2 separate regions of the Hordeum vulgare genome follow, and region 1 is linked to region 2. A link is a contact called in public Hi-C data. All regions are on one chromosome and are shown on one strand. Each heading gives the region's core, a stretch centred on a gene start, on an enhancer-like site or on the middle of the called end of the contact. The rest is flanking DNA. Distances are from core to core; before and after follow the strand shown. Region 1 holds the start of LOC123399436 (zinc finger protein STAR3-like). Region 2 has its middle 23 kb from the start of LOC123399428.

Region 1 (3,260 bases), core at 745-3,244, 39 kb after region 2:
GCGAGATTGTGTTTCAGCATCAGAGATAGAGATATCATTAGCATTATCGGAAGATTTTTCTACTTCTGGTTCACTAGAAGTATGCAAGGTCCTATCATTTTTCTTTTTTCTTTTTCTTCCTAGAAGGACTAGGTGTATCAATATGAATTCTTTGTGAATCTTTTTCACTTCTTTTAGGATGAAATTCTGGATATAGTGGGTCTTGAGTCATTGTTTCTCCTCTAGTCATTACTCTAACAACATGTTCATTCATATTATGATTAATTTCCTGAAGCAACTCACTTTTAGATTTAGCAACTTGTTCTAGTTGGGTTTGAACCATAGAAGCATGTTTTCCTACACCTCTCGCAATGGCACACTTCCCTCGTGCCGCACCTACAGGAGGCAAACGGGGTCGAAAGCCGACGTCGGCGGTGTCGGCGTTTGCTGAGGCAACCGCGAAGAAGAAGACGAAGAAGACTGCGTCGCCGCCTCATCCAAAGTCTATGCCTCGTGTCCAACACCAACTGCCCCTACGATGACTGCTCCGGCACGAGCGGCAGCCCCAGCCAGCAACAAAAAATGTGCCTGCCAAGTACTCGATGAAATGGCACCAAGGCAAAAACCTCGTGTCCGGTTGGAATTCGATAGTGATTGTTGTTGTTGTGGTGGTGGTGGTCATGGTGGCCGAGAGGATGGTGATGGTGGCCGAGTGGGTGATGGTGGCCGAGAGGATGGTGATGGTGGCCGAGAGGGTGATGGTGGCCGAGAGGATGACGACATTGATTTCTTTGCCGATGACCTTGTTGAGTGGTGGTGTCGCGAGGGTGGTGGTGCATGCCAAGGATTGGCTTGATCCACAACATACACATGCTATGTTTGTGATGATTTTGAATCAAACTTTGTGTTCGAAGTGATGTCTTTTGGATGAACTTTGCATTTTTAAATTTGAAAAACGTGGTGATGAAACTTCATGTTATGGCAATTATTGATGTACATGCTTTCATTTGAATGATTTTATGATATGTATTGTGTAGAGATTGTATTTATGCGGCTAGTATGCAAAACGGTCATAAATTTGATTTTACTCCGCTAACTATATGGGATTGACTAGGTGTGGCCATCGTTAGTGGAGTAAAATTTTACTTCACTAACTTTACTTCAACTTTTATTTCACTAACTTTCAGGGAATCGGTTAGAAATGCTCTTAGAATAACAAATTCTAGACATACATCATGTGTGTTCAGTGAAAGTAGACGTTTATCAATCTCAACATGATGTACATGCTTAGTCTTTTAAAGATGCTTATACATGTGAACCAACCTATGATTGGATGGTTAGAGACACAGTGGTATCCACAACCCATCAAGGTTTAAGTCTTGTGCTCGCATTATTTTTAGATTTATTTTAGAATTTTCTGCGATTGGCATTCAATGGAAGAAGACGTTTCCATCGACGACGAGGTGTCTACGTTAACTTTATAAATCTCAAGATTATATGTTGGTCCAATTTCTCAAAGATGTTTATAGGGGTAGAGTGTGTGCGTTTATAAAAATAAGTATGTGGGTGATTATATGAGCGTTTGCGTCTGGATTGTGTTAAAAAAATTGCTCATACAAGTAAAGTATACGTTTACGGGGGTGAGTATATGTTGTGTTGTACTGAGTTAAAAAAAAACTACCATGCCAACCATCGACTCCGGAAGCAGTCCATCACTGTGAAAGTCAAGCTTTGACGCTTTGTGTTCCTGAACTTTCTGAGATTGGAAAGGGGCAAGATGACGTCGCTTTCGTGGCGGAAGGCAGTGGCCCCAGGGCCAGGAGCCTCAGTCAGCCCGTGCGCATTGACACATCACACATGCATGCATGGATGCCCGGCCCCGCTCCGTCGTCTTCCCCACCCTTCGCTGTCGCCTCCCGCCTTCCTTCCACCTGCGCCACGCCGCCGCCATGGAGCCCACCCACCTCCATGCACATATATAAGCTAGCCAGCTCCACTAAGCTCAAAGACACACGCACCACTTCACCGCTGACAAAAGCAGAGAAACAGAGTCCGCGTCCGCGTCTCCATTATGTGTAGCTCCGATCATTTCGCCAGTAATAATCACTTGTACCTTCAGCACAATCACCAGAGGTTGCCCGGGACGACGGGGGCCATGGAGGCCTGCGATCTCGAGAGGATTGGGCACGAGCAGAGCCGGCATGGCCAGGAGGCGGAGGAGCATCGGCCGTCGGACTCGGGCCCGAGCGCGGCGCTCACCACGTACCTGACCTTCCTGGAGCACAAGATCGGGCACCTCCGCGGGATCCTCTGCTCCACGCCCCGCCACCCGCAGCAGCAGCGCGCCATCGTCTCCGCCGAGCTCCGCTGCATCATCGTGCAGCTCGTCTCCATCGCCAACGACCTCGCTTCCGACTCCAGCACCGGCGGAACGGTGGACGCGTCCCCGTCCGAGCCCAGAGAGGAGAGGTCACCGTCGCCGTCGAACGGCACGCACGACGACTCCGACGAGCACGCCGGGGCTGGCGACGGCGAGGAGGAGGAGGAAGGGGAGGGGCCGTACGAGGTGGTGCAGATCGAGAAGGAGGAGATCCTGGCGCCGCACGCGCACTGCTGCAAGGTGTGCGGCAAGGGGTTCAAGCGCGACGCCAACCTGCGCATGCACATGCGCGGCCACGGCGACCAGTACAAGGCGCCCGGCGCGCTCGCCAGGCACGGCTCGCCGGCGCCGGCGCCGGTGGCGGGGAGGCGCTTCTTCTACTCCTGCCCCTACGCCGGGTGCAAGCGCAACAGGGAGCACCGGGACTTCCAGCCGCTCAAGACCCCCGTCTGCGTCAAGAACCACTACCGCCGGAGCCACTGCGACAAGAGCCACGTCTGCCGCCGCTGCGGCGTCAAGCGCTTCTCCGTGCTCGCCGACCTCCGCACCCACGAGAAGCACTGCGGCCGCGACCGCTGGGTATGCTCCTGCGGCGTCTCCTTCTCCAGGAAGGACAAGCTCTTCGCGCACGTCGCCGTCTTCGACAGCCGCCACACGCCCGCTCTGCCGCCCAGCGACGACGAAGCCATCGGCCATTGCAACATCGCCCCCGCCACCACGACCGCCACTCACAGCATCGTGCCCAGCTCCGATCGGCTGCTCCCGGCCGGTGGCGTCGAAGCGGTGAACCTGATGGACCAGAGCTTCTCCGGTCAAATGCTAGATGGTCTCAGCTGCTCCGGCGACAAAGGGGCCATGGATGACGGCCGACCAAAGCTCTCCTCTCCGATTGGCAATGACT
Region 2 (3,277 bases), core at 218-2,717:
TTTCAACACTAGTAGCCTTATTGCATGGGCCATGACAACCAAAAGTCCATTATTTCTGCACCCATGATGTCCCATAATAGTTACTAGTAGCTTATACCATTATGTCTAGTATTCATCTTGTACTCAAAAAATGAAGTTTCATGCCTAAGCTTACTAACATCAGATCTAGTTTCAAAGATCCAAATGCGAGAAACGCAACAGTGCCGCGGGGGTGAGGGGGCAAGACCTAAAGGGCCCCGCCAGGTACACATACATGCACGCGCGCACGTCACGTTGCGGGTTTGCCTAAAAAAAAAGCACGTACCGAGTATTCCATTGATCGCTAGTTTTCTTGCCTAAAAATCGCTAGATTATCGCCATGATCTTCGTGCATGCACTGGACAAACCTTCATTCTCCGATCTCCTATTCAGATCCTCACTTCATCGTTCTCCTTAGTTGTCTCAGCGACTCCCCCAAATTCACTAGTCTAGTCCCTTCTTTGATCGACTCCTTCTGGATGCTCCTGCTAGTTCGCCAATTCGACCATTCCTGAAGGTGTGTTATTTCTGTCATCTCAAAATATTGAATGGATGTGTACCATATATAGAAAATGTAAGTTTAATTCTATATTCTAATTGTATTGTGTTTTACATTCAGTCATTTATTAGTATTGAGAGATATGTTATATAATAGATGCCTCTAGCAAAAGTTGTTTTCATGTAGATTTTTTTGGAAGATATGGATATTTTTAATTCTACATTCTAATTGCATTGTGTTTTACAATGCTGTGATTTATTAGGATTGAGAGATATATTATCTAACATATGCCTCTAGCAAAAGTTTTTTTTATGTAGAAATTTTGGAAGATATGGATATTGGTATGATCACCAATGACTTTGCATCTATCGAATGGTAGGATTTTTTTAGATAACATATTTTAATTTTTTTATTAAAAATATTGGTTCTGGATGTATCTTAAGTGTTTTCAGTATATATAGAATATATGTCATTATTTTGATGATAACATTAAAAGGCCCCAGTTTTAGTGTCGCCTCGAGCCCCTGAAATGTCAGGACCGGCCCATGCAACAGTGAAAATATTTCGTAATTGGAATGCATTGTTCGGGAGATAAACTGTTTTGGGAAATACGAACGAATGGAAAAAACTCACAGATTGTGAAAAGCAGCATGTCACTTCTCACCAAGAGAGGTAGGTGTGACCATTGCAAGCGATACACTCTAATTAATGATGTTAAAAAATACATATATCTTCCAAATTTCTATTTTCTGTACTAATGCCCTTATTGCCCCATTACGTGGCTATGTGCAATATGTTTGGGCCCAGGCATGTTGCAACTTGTTAGTTACGAGTAGGTTGTACATACTTGTACCTATCCAAGAAGGAAAAGCATATCTGCCGCATTCTGTGGCAGATTGTCGACGCTTCACACAGGAACTGCTAGCGAATGATAGGGTTTGGGCCGGCTCGTTAAGGCTTTCACTGATCCCGATTTTGGGAACCTCCAGCCGGCTTTTCCCGATATTGGGCAACCTCTACAAGGTTCCCTAAACAGGTTTTTTTGTTTTATTTTTTTTATTCTTTTATGTTTCTATTTCAAACATGTTCCGGAATTTGAAAAGAAATCAGAATTTGAAAAAATGTACCGTAATTGAAAACAATGTTCCAGAATTTTTAAAAAAATCGAGAATTTTTATAAAATGTTCCGGAATTTCAGGAAAAAATCCGGAATTTGAGAAAAAATTCCGGAATTTCGAAACAATGTTCCAGGATTTGAAACATTGTTCCGAAAATTGAAAATATGTTCCTAAATTTGAAAAAAATTAAAATAAAATCCAAAAACCAGAAAGAAATAGAGAACTGGTTCAGGGAACCTTTTAGAACATTACCAAAACATGAAAAAACCTGATAGGAAAAACTAGAAACTTCTCAAAACCGCAAACGCTGGAACATGTTAACGGGCCAGCCCAGATCACCCTTTGGACCTCGCTACGTGATACACCTTAATGGGTTGGCCCGGGTTCGTAAGCCCCTGTGCGGCTAGCTGCTATTGGACGTAACGAGCGAGGTCCCATCCAAAGAATACGAGTAGCTTGGACGAAGCTAGGAAATAACTTTGATAGTGTCATCTAAGTTACACTAGGTTCAACTATAAAAAATAATCAACACCACATTAAAGAAAATAAAAAACAACACTTGGTGCTAATTAGCAGTCATGAATTACATGTCGCAAAAATGGCTATTTTTTAAAATTAAAATACGTCTAAATACATCCATTTTCACGACTTGCAATCTTGACACTCCGTCCCGAATTACTTGCCGTAAATTTTTCTAGATGCGAATATATCTACACATGTTTCAATGTTAAATACATATGTATCTAAACAATTAAAGACAGGTAATTTAGGAAGAAGGTGATAGGATTTAATGAAGGAATTGCAGAAGTCAGGGCATCTCCAATGATCGTATGATCATCGTTGGTAAAATTGTCACATAGATGATTTTGATGACATGACGTATAATAAAGAAGAGAGAGAGAACGACACCGTATGAACTTGAAGCAACGGTTCACGCACAAGCTCCGAGGCAAGCATGGTTATTTCTTCAATATTTAATGGACCCCCTTAGTTATTTTACATACGATTAACATACACTCCATTGAAGAGCTTGTATGATGTGTTGTTGCTTGTACCCAGTATGTTCTAAGTATTCATCCATCCTGCAGCCAAAACATCTTCTGTTTGCTTCGTGACAACGAAGATCTAAGTAACACCTTATGAACGCGTCAAGTCGTTGATATAATTACTAGTGATGGATTTACACAACCTGTTGGGAGCTTGTGGTCGTGACGGGCATGTTTCTGGATTAGTATGACGAGTTGATGACCCAGCTGAGCAAAGCGCAGTCGTCACTGATGAGGTGTGGAGGTTGGGAGATTCTGAAAGAGAAAGGTCCAACGCACTCTACAAAGTATAGATGGAAATACATAGAAAAATATAGTCAGGTGGGTTCAGTCGGTCTACCGGTGTAGACGGAACCATGCAGATAGCATGATCGATGAAGCTGACGCACAAAATGATCAACCGAACTGCGGATGCATTTTTTACATGTAGGCGACACCGTACGATGCATAGTATTCCCTTCGTTTCATAATATAAGTCTTTTTAAAGATTCCACTAAAGTACTACATACGGATGTATATAGATATACTTTAGAGTGTAGATTCACTCATTTTGCTCCGTATGTGGCCCCTTAGTGAAATCATTTAAAAGACTTATA

What was found. A called contact is a pair of places that touch in the nucleus more often than the background predicts.
Region 1: a contact with region 2 is called in a Hi-C map of leaf, with 3 times the contacts expected there. The contact joins the promoter of LOC123399436 here to the enhancer-like site in region 2. A contact is called at or near these places in 4 of 6 Hi-C or Micro-C datasets (leaf and seedling).

Annotation. Positions count from the first base shown.
Region 1 is chr5H:573,560,463-573,563,722 of MorexV3_pseudomolecules_assembly, forward strand. It overlaps LOC123399436 (zinc finger protein STAR3-like), which reads left to right and starts at 1,995. Exons shown (of 1, transcript XM_045093844.1): 1 at 1,995-3,260. The coding sequence starts at 2,051.
Region 2 is chr5H:573,522,409-573,525,685 of MorexV3_pseudomolecules_assembly, forward strand. No RefSeq gene overlaps it. Among protein-coding and RNA genes, the nearest start is that of LOC123399428, 23 kb to the left of the region's middle. Within about 2 kb of position 1,468, at least 2 of the 3 cell types and tissues checked have open chromatin away from gene starts, as enhancers often do. A contact at or near this core is called in leaf, where this site is marked.